Regions from separate parts of the Anser cygnoides genome. Here region 1 is linked to region 2. The links are chromatin contacts, called in public Hi-C maps. All regions are on one chromosome and are shown on one strand. Each heading gives the region's core, a stretch centred on a gene start, on an enhancer-like site or on the middle of the called end of the contact. The rest is flanking DNA. Distances are from core to core; before and after follow the strand shown.

What was found. Hi-C and Micro-C count contacts between places; a contact is called where the count stands out from the background.
Region 1: a contact with region 2 is called in a Hi-C map of liver, with 5 times the contacts expected there. The contact joins two enhancer-like sites. A contact is called at or near these places in 2 of 7 Hi-C or Micro-C datasets (both in liver).

The regions. Positions count from the first base shown.
Region 1 is chr3:122,065,357-122,069,101 of Taihu_goose_T2T_genome, forward strand. SELENOI (selenoprotein I) reads right to left here. Exons shown (of 10, transcript XM_066995209.1): 10 at 2,642-3,745. Among named protein-coding and RNA genes, the nearest start is that of SELENOI, 25 kb to the right of the region's middle. Within about 2 kb of position 2,110, at least 1 of the 3 cell types and tissues checked has open chromatin away from gene starts, as enhancers often do. A contact at or near this core is called in liver, where this site is marked.
Region 2 is chr3:121,925,795-121,929,768 of Taihu_goose_T2T_genome, forward strand. LOC106049515 (L-gulonolactone oxidase-like) reads right to left here. Exons shown (of 12, transcript XM_048079397.2): 7 at 491-598; 8 at 136-212. Among named protein-coding and RNA genes, the nearest start is that of EPHX2, 25 kb to the right of the region's middle. Within about 2 kb of position 2,142, at least 1 of the 3 cell types and tissues checked has open chromatin away from gene starts, as enhancers often do. A contact at or near this core is called in liver, where this site is marked.

The sequences.
Region 1 (3,745 bases), core at 860-3,359, 140 kb after region 2:
TCCCATCCTCGTATGTCAATCCCCCATGGTGGGAACCGCTCAGCGCTGCCCGCTGTGTTCCTGGAGATGATAAATGACCCCCAGGCATACAAGCACTTGGCCCCGCTGGCCTGGACCCACCCCAGCAAGTCCAAAGGTGGGTGGACATGCCAGATGGCCAGCTCCTGTGCCATGCGTGGCCAAACCAGACTTCCCGCAGCTCGCAGCCTGCACCACCAGCACACAGAGCCCTGCAAAATGCTATTGTTATTAACAATCCCTTAAGTATATTACACCTACCGCAACAATCCTCTTAGAGGAAGCCATCAAGACAGATGATAAAGAACAAGGTGTCACTTATGTACACCTAGGCTTTAGCGCGGATGGAAAGAGCACGGCCCAGGGTGCGGGAAGAGGCCGCAGGGCTCCTGGGCTCTGCTCAAGGCTTTGCCCCCAGCCTGCACCCAGGAGGGCTCCATCCCCTGAGCCCTGGGCTCTGCCGGCACCCCGTGTCCCACCTGCTGCTCTGGCTCAGCCTGCGGAGCAAAGCCTGGTCCCAGGGCTCCTGCAAACCCCAGGATTTCCCCCGGGGGGATCACACCAGCCGCATGCATGGTTCGGGTGAGTGACAAACACAGTGGGAAGCGCAGGGGCCGAGCATTGACAGCCTGGCCAAAGCTGAGCTCCCTCACTGTGCTCGGCAGCCTGGGTCGGTGCCGTGCCCCGAGGATTTCAGCAGCTCTGGGAGCTCTGCGGTGGGGCAGAGCCCGTGCCGGCTGCGGTGTCCCACCCTGCACCTCTCAGCCCGTCTGCTGTGTCCTCTAGGAGCTTCTGGAGGAGAAGGGCTGCTTTCTGCCCTGTGACGTTTACCCGGGGACCCCTCGGCCCCAGCCAAAGCTGCCACCAGCCCATTTCTCTCTGTTTAGCCTAAGTGGGCGTGCTGGGGGAATCGCAGAGCAGTGATTCAGACCTCAACGTCCAGCTCATCTTTGGTGCAATTTGGTGGCCACAGAACAAGATGCCCTCCTGTGACGGATACGCCCAGCTCCTGTACTCAACATGTCTTGCTCAGGTTACGAACCACAGGAAACCTTGATGTGAGCGTTCCCTGAACTGGGCAGCTCAGTAATAACAGCACTGGGCGGTTACTCACGGCCATGACCACAAAACAGGGGGTACAGCCCTAGAACAGGTGATCCATTGAAATTACTCATGGAGAAACAGCAATTTACATGGAGAGACCAATACCAATGTGGTAAAAGTCTGACTATGAGCCAATCGCTTTATCTCATAAATACAGCAGTCAGAGAAGGCCTAACGAGCTCTCCTTGTGCAAGCGGCGGATGTGATGCCCACCTGGGTTGGGACACCTCTCAAGGTTATTCCTCAAGTCTGAGATCCTTACATACTTGTACACTTGTTGGTGTGTGAACCTTTAACCCCTAAAGGCACCATATTTATGCCAAGATTTAGCAACTTGGCTTTGCAGTAGACTAATCGCTGTGACTCTTGTCATCGTGATGGATTAACGATATCGATCTACTTACTGCAACAAATTGCTGCTATTCCACTAAAACCAGTAAGCGTCGGGCACCCCCCACACAAAAGAATGGGTTTGGAAGGGGGGAAGATGTCCCCTTTCCCCTCCTCTGCCACAGTGCGCGGCTCCGGTCGCGCTGGTGCAGGGATAAGGTGGGGATCGCCCCGATTAGCACTGCAGCCTGCAGCTAAGAGCTCGCTGCGAGCTCAAGCAGCTTTGTCGGGGCAGGGCTGCGTTCTGACTTGTCTGCTTTGCTAAGAGGATCTGGGCAGCCCGGGTGGCACTGGGAAAACACCCTTTCCAACAACACCCAGCCTCCTCCTTCTCCCAGGGCGCTTTTGTGAGCAGCGTCAGGGTGAGCACCACACGGGATGAGCAGTGGTCAAAGCAAGCCGTGATCCATGGAGGGAAGGGCTGCCCCGTGAAACGGCGCCTGTCTGCTCCCTGCACCTCGGAGCATCCTTGGGAGCAGCGGCAGCCCCGTGGCCACGTCCCCACGCAGCCCCAGCTCTGCCCAACCCGTCCCTGGAAACGCAGCATCAACTGTTAAGGGCTCATTAGAGATTTAATCACTTGCGCAGGGACTTAGTGCTGACCCCGGCACATGGTGCAGAGCAGAGCACAGCAGGGCAGGCAGCCTGGAGCAAGGCCAGGTCCAGGTTCAACAGCGATCTCCACCCTGCTGGCATTATCCACGGCATCCCCAGACCCCCAACACTGCACAGGACCAGAAGGCAAGAACAGCAGCTCCCTGTGAGCCCCCACCGCTTCGCACCACCTGCACCGCCACGCGTGGCCCAGCCCTGCCAACAGGGCCCACGAAGACCCCTAGCGCTGGCTGCAGGCTCAAGCCAAGTGGAGAAACCTTGGAGGTCAGGGCAGAGCTTTTGGGGATGGCAGGGTTTCAGCTGGTCACCAGCCAACCCAAGGCAGCGCTGCCTTCTGCTTGCTGAAGTCCTGCCCCGTGCAGGAGCCGGGCCAGCTCGGTCCCTTCGCCCCAGCCTTTGACAGAGGGGGAATGAAAATTATTGCTGTAGGGATACGCACACAAGAGCAAATAGATGCAGAAGGCAGAAGAAAAAAAAAAAAAAGAGGAAAAAAAAAGACAAGCACCCTTAAAAGGCTTGGAAAATTTTATTCTTTATTGAACTTTAATAGCTTTCGTTCATTTTAAACACAATAAATACTTCAGTAATAGCATTTAAGAGACGAATTCAAACCCACTTCAGTACCTAAACTCCCAGCCTGAGGACGGCTCCAGGGAAGGAATTGGGGTCCTGGGGCCCACAGCCATGCCAGGGCTGCTCATGGCCAGGCAGGTTGGGCTGAGGGACCCCCACCACAACCAGCATCCACTTCAACTAAAAGCTCGAGGGACAGAAGCAGGCCAGGCTCCCTGCACGAGGGGTAGAGGAGAATTTTGATCCATGGGGTCTCAGACAAGGCTGCAATGCCACGCTGGTGCTGCAGATCTGCGTTAGAACAGCAAAAAGCAAACGAGCCTTCAGCTGGCCCAGCACTGCTGCCAGCCCACAGCACCAGAGCGGGACCGACACGTCGCACTGGAAGATTTTGGGCTGGGGTGTGTAGGGGGTTGGGGTGCGCTGGAGGAACTCCTCCTGCGTCTCAAGCAAGTGATGGACACTAAGCAAAAAGGGACAACTGGAAACAAGAGAGCTTCAGGGAATTTCCTACAGGTTTCAGGGTACAAAAGCCCCGTGCACAGTTGTGCCATAAACTAAGGTGACCAGAGCTTCAGCTACAGCTCCCACGTGCACACAAAGCAGCTGCACTCTTGGATCTGTGTGTATAAACACAAATCTCTGCTACTTTCCCAGAGGCTTCTCAGGTCTATCCCAAGCAGGCACAGATACTCCCAGAGAAGATTTTAGGGGTCTTGCTAGAACTGACTGGCTCTTCAGAGGCACAGATCAAAGCTGCTCTCAGATTACAAACTGCAGGTACTCCCTGCACCCAGAGTAACACCAGGCCAGCTCTAAGAGTATGCGTTTTCAGTGCGTTAGAAGCTCACACTTACAGCATCCTGCTCTCCTGGCCCTGGCTGCATCGGGCGACTGATGTTTGCGAGAGGAGAGGCTGCTGCTGAGCCATGCGAGCACTGCGGGACAGCCAGAGCCAGCTGCGGCACAGACACTGCGGGGAAGGAATGAGCTAAAAACCACAGTGCTCACGTCCACGGTTTTCAGGCAGTGATTGCGCCTATAA
Region 2 (3,974 bases), core at 892-3,391:
TGCCGCCATCCCGAGGACACCCAGCAGCACAGGTCTTCGTGCAGAGGTGCAGGGAGCAGAGCAGGATGAGGCCAACCCTGGACAAAACCCACCCGAACCCGCTCCTCCCGGGCGCTGCCCGGATTGCGCTCCTACCTGATCCAGAGCAGGAACTCCAGCAGATAGTAGCCGACGGCATAATCCCAAAACCAGCTGGCGGAGGAAGAGGGGGGCTGCAAAGCCAAGCAGGGGAAGATGATGGTCATTAGGGACCGGCAGGGACTGCACCCTTCTCCACCCCACTGGGGAGCACGGGCTTGGAGAAGGGCACCCCAGGACCCCCAGATCCCTCTCCCGTGATGAAATAGGGCCACATCCAGCCCCAGAAAGAGAGCAGGCTTCGGGAGGGGGGGTGCTGAGGGCTTGCAGAGCCCCAGCTGTGGCCATGCTGAGGGATGCAGCTTTGGGCACGGCCCCTTCTCCCTTCCTGCCCGGGCCCAGCACCACCTGCCTTGTTGGTGGGGTCCTGGTAGATGACGCTGACGTTCTCGCTGTGCGGGAACCACAGGAATCGGAAGTACTGGGATCTCTTCAGGTGGTCCTCGAGGTGATCGAGCACCTGCAGCAACCAGAGGAAACGGGGCCTGCAGCTCTACGATGGAGCCGGGACGCACACACACAGCCGGGACGTGCGGCACGGCCCCATCCCAGAGACGTCCCCTGCTCTGAACGCAGAGTCGCCAAATTATTCATAAAGACACAGAAAGGAGCTTTGGGAAAGGCAGCTCTTTAAAGACACCGTGGGCGAGCTGCCTGCTGGCAGCCGAGGACAGCAAAGCACAGGGAGACGCAGAGGCGACAGCCGGGACAATGCCGGTGACGGGTTCGGGGGCGGCTGCAGCCCCAGGACAAACTCAGCCTTGTCCCAGGGACACGGAAAAGGAAATCTCCAAGGACGTCTGTGCCTGACCCAGCCGCACCCGCAGAAATGGGAAGACACACCAGCCCTCGTCCCTGCTCTGTGCAAGGCTGCCGAGGACGCGTGCTTGCCCTGGGCATGGTGCTCTCGGCCGGGGCTCCGTCACTTTTCGAGCAGCCTCCCCATCCCCAGCTCCTCCCAGCAGAGATCTTCCATCGCTTCCAGCTTTGCAGGAAGGCGCAAAGACAACCCAGAGGCTTTGCTTCCAGGAATTTGCTTGACACGGGGGAAGCGTGCAGGGTGCAGTGACCCACGGACATAACCCCGGGGAGGTCACGGCTGCTCGCTTCCAGATTTGTATTAACGAGCTATGCTTCCAGATTTGTATTAACGAGCTATTAATCAGCAGGCTGGGCTGTTTTAGCACCCAGCATTTCGCTGTGACCCCACCATGAGGCTACGGCCATCGTGCACTCGCTTCAGTGGCTGTTACCTCAGGGTGGGTGGGACAGCACACAGCCATTCCTGCAATTAGTGTTAATTAACAACCGAACGCTGCTGCCATCAACCACACATCTGCACTGCTTGCAGAGCCACGAGCTCTCTCCAAGAAGGTCCCAAGGCAGCCCGTTTTCTGGCTGGAGAAGTCCTTATTTTCAGCTCCTTGCCTCCCCAAGGAAACAGAGGATTGTGCAAGCAGAGACAGAAGCCATGACCACGCTTTTTTTTTTTTTTCACTCCTTTGGTTTAGGAACAAGTGCACCGAGGAGCTAAAACAAGTGGCGGAAAGAAGGGTGCAGCGGGCAGCAGCGCTCTGCAGCTTTCCCAAGGTGATCCTTCGGCGCCCGCTCGTCTTCCCGAGCGAAAAAAAGCAAACTGCCAGCAGGGCGACCTTTAAAATGTGCGCCTTTGATCCCTTTGATAGAGACAGATCGGTCTGAAGTAAATAAGCCGTCGGCTTTGTAGGCTAATTGCAGCAGAGCCGAGGGCAGCGAGCTGGCCGGGAGTCCTTGGGGACGCTGCCGGCCGCCTGGGTTGGAGGCAGAGGTTGGCAGCGGAAATCTTTTCGCTGTTACGTGGCCAACGCACGCAACGGAGATGGCCCTGGAGCACAAAGAGACCCGGGGGATTTGCTGAGCTTCGCTTCCCTCCCGGAACAAACCCCTCTGCTGCGTAAAGGCCGGGTCAAAACACGCTGTTGCCTTGTGCTGGCTCGCCGAGCCGCGGGTCGGGCACGGTGCGGGCTCGATTGCCCCAGCTGGGCCCTGGGGAATGGGCAAACGTGGGGCAAGTGGGCTGGGAGCAGGGGCAGAAGTGGGCAGGGTGCTGCGGAGGATGAAGCACACAAAGTCACTGGCATCCATCCCTTGGGTCCATCATAGCGATGCAGGAGAGCCAGGGAGCACGGGGAGCTCGTGGTTTGGGGGAGGAGGTGGGTGCTGAACCTCCCCCGCTGCCCGTGCCCCCCTCGGAGATCCACTTCCACGCACCAAAGGCAACCCCAGCCCAGGAGGGACCAGGTCCAGGCCCTGCACTGCGAGGGGATGCACAGAGGTTTGGGCACCGGGCGGCCGTGGGGGACCTGGGCTCAAGGGATGCGTCCCAGCACCCTGGGACCCCTCACGGAGGGTTTGGGTGCGAAGCGGTAGGCTCAGGGCCAGCCTTCTTCACCCAGCAGGCAGCCAGGCTGTGCAGGTCTCTGCAAAAGTCTGCAGGGGCTCAGAGGCAGAGCAGGAGCCTCCCTGCAAGCCCAGGGACGCGCCGCAGGGCTCGGGTGGCCTCAGGTGTGCCACGAACCCCCTTGTCCGTGCCTTGCTCCCGGTCACCGTCGGCAGCCAGAGCAGCTGAGCGTATTCCAGGGATGAAGACGATCACGAGGCCAGAAAAGAAGGCATGCAGACCTTACATAACTGCAAATCCAAGCCCGGCTCCTCTGACACATATATTATTTGCAACGTCTTAGATAACTCGGGCTTAAATATTTCAGGCAACCTGCTCCCTTGCCATTATTCTCTTCCGCTTCACTGGGCCGCTCGACATGAAAGCCGGAGATCTGGCAGCAAGCGAGGAGCAGCGACAACGGAGAATTGATAATGGCATTAATATTTATAGAGTGCATTCCTGTTTTGTCCTCCTGATAGCCCCGAGGGACAGGGAAAGACACGCCGGCCCCGCCGGGCCGCGCGGTGCTGAGGGCATGCCCCGAGCAGCCCGGCCCCTGCTCGGCACAAGGCTCCAGCTCCTCGCTAAAAGGCAGATTAGGAGGTGTAAAACCTTCCTCCGGCTGGCACCCCTCCATTGCTCAAGGCGAGATCGGCCCTTAGGAGAGGTCCAGGGCAGCGCCAAGCCACCCTGCACATCCCTGGTCCCCGGGGAATGGGGAGGGCACGCCGTGGCCGGACCGGGTGGCCCCAGCGGCACCTTCCAACCTCAGCCCCTCGGGGATTCTGTGAGGTTTGGGCTGAGGAGAGGTGCCAGAGCCTGGCTGAGGATGAAGCCACGAGGAGCTGGCAGACCCTGCCACGTTTAAGTGCGTTTAAAGCAGGGAACTCTGCCACGGGACACCGGGGCAGCCGCAAGCGCTTCCCAGGTAAGACGCTCCCGAGCCACGAAACACAAACTTGTCGCCTCTGCAGCTGGAGACAGCTGCGAGGAATTCGGTGCGGGCTGCCAGGGCACACTGAGAAATGTCTCCGGGGGCTGCTGTGCTCCTCCAGCTTCCCTGCCTGCCTCCCGGGCTAAACAAGGCCCTGCAGTGCTGCAGCAGAGGTGGCAGCAGGCAGGCAGAGATGCCAGCACACTTGGGGACATGCCCGGACCTCCCCATCCTCCTTCTTGTGGCACCTTACGAGGGCCAGCAGGTTGCTTTGGATCAGGGCTTACAAAGCCAGCCCTGCAGAAGCGTGCTGAATTCACACTCCTGGTGGTGCTCGAGCCACCCCAATAGCACGCTGAATAATTCAGCCCTCAAAAAATTAAGGACGGCACTTCTCAGAGCTTTGCTGGTGCCGCAGCGCTGATCAATCCTGCAACGAATCCTGCTGCTTCGGTCCAAGGACCGTCCATTTTTCATGAG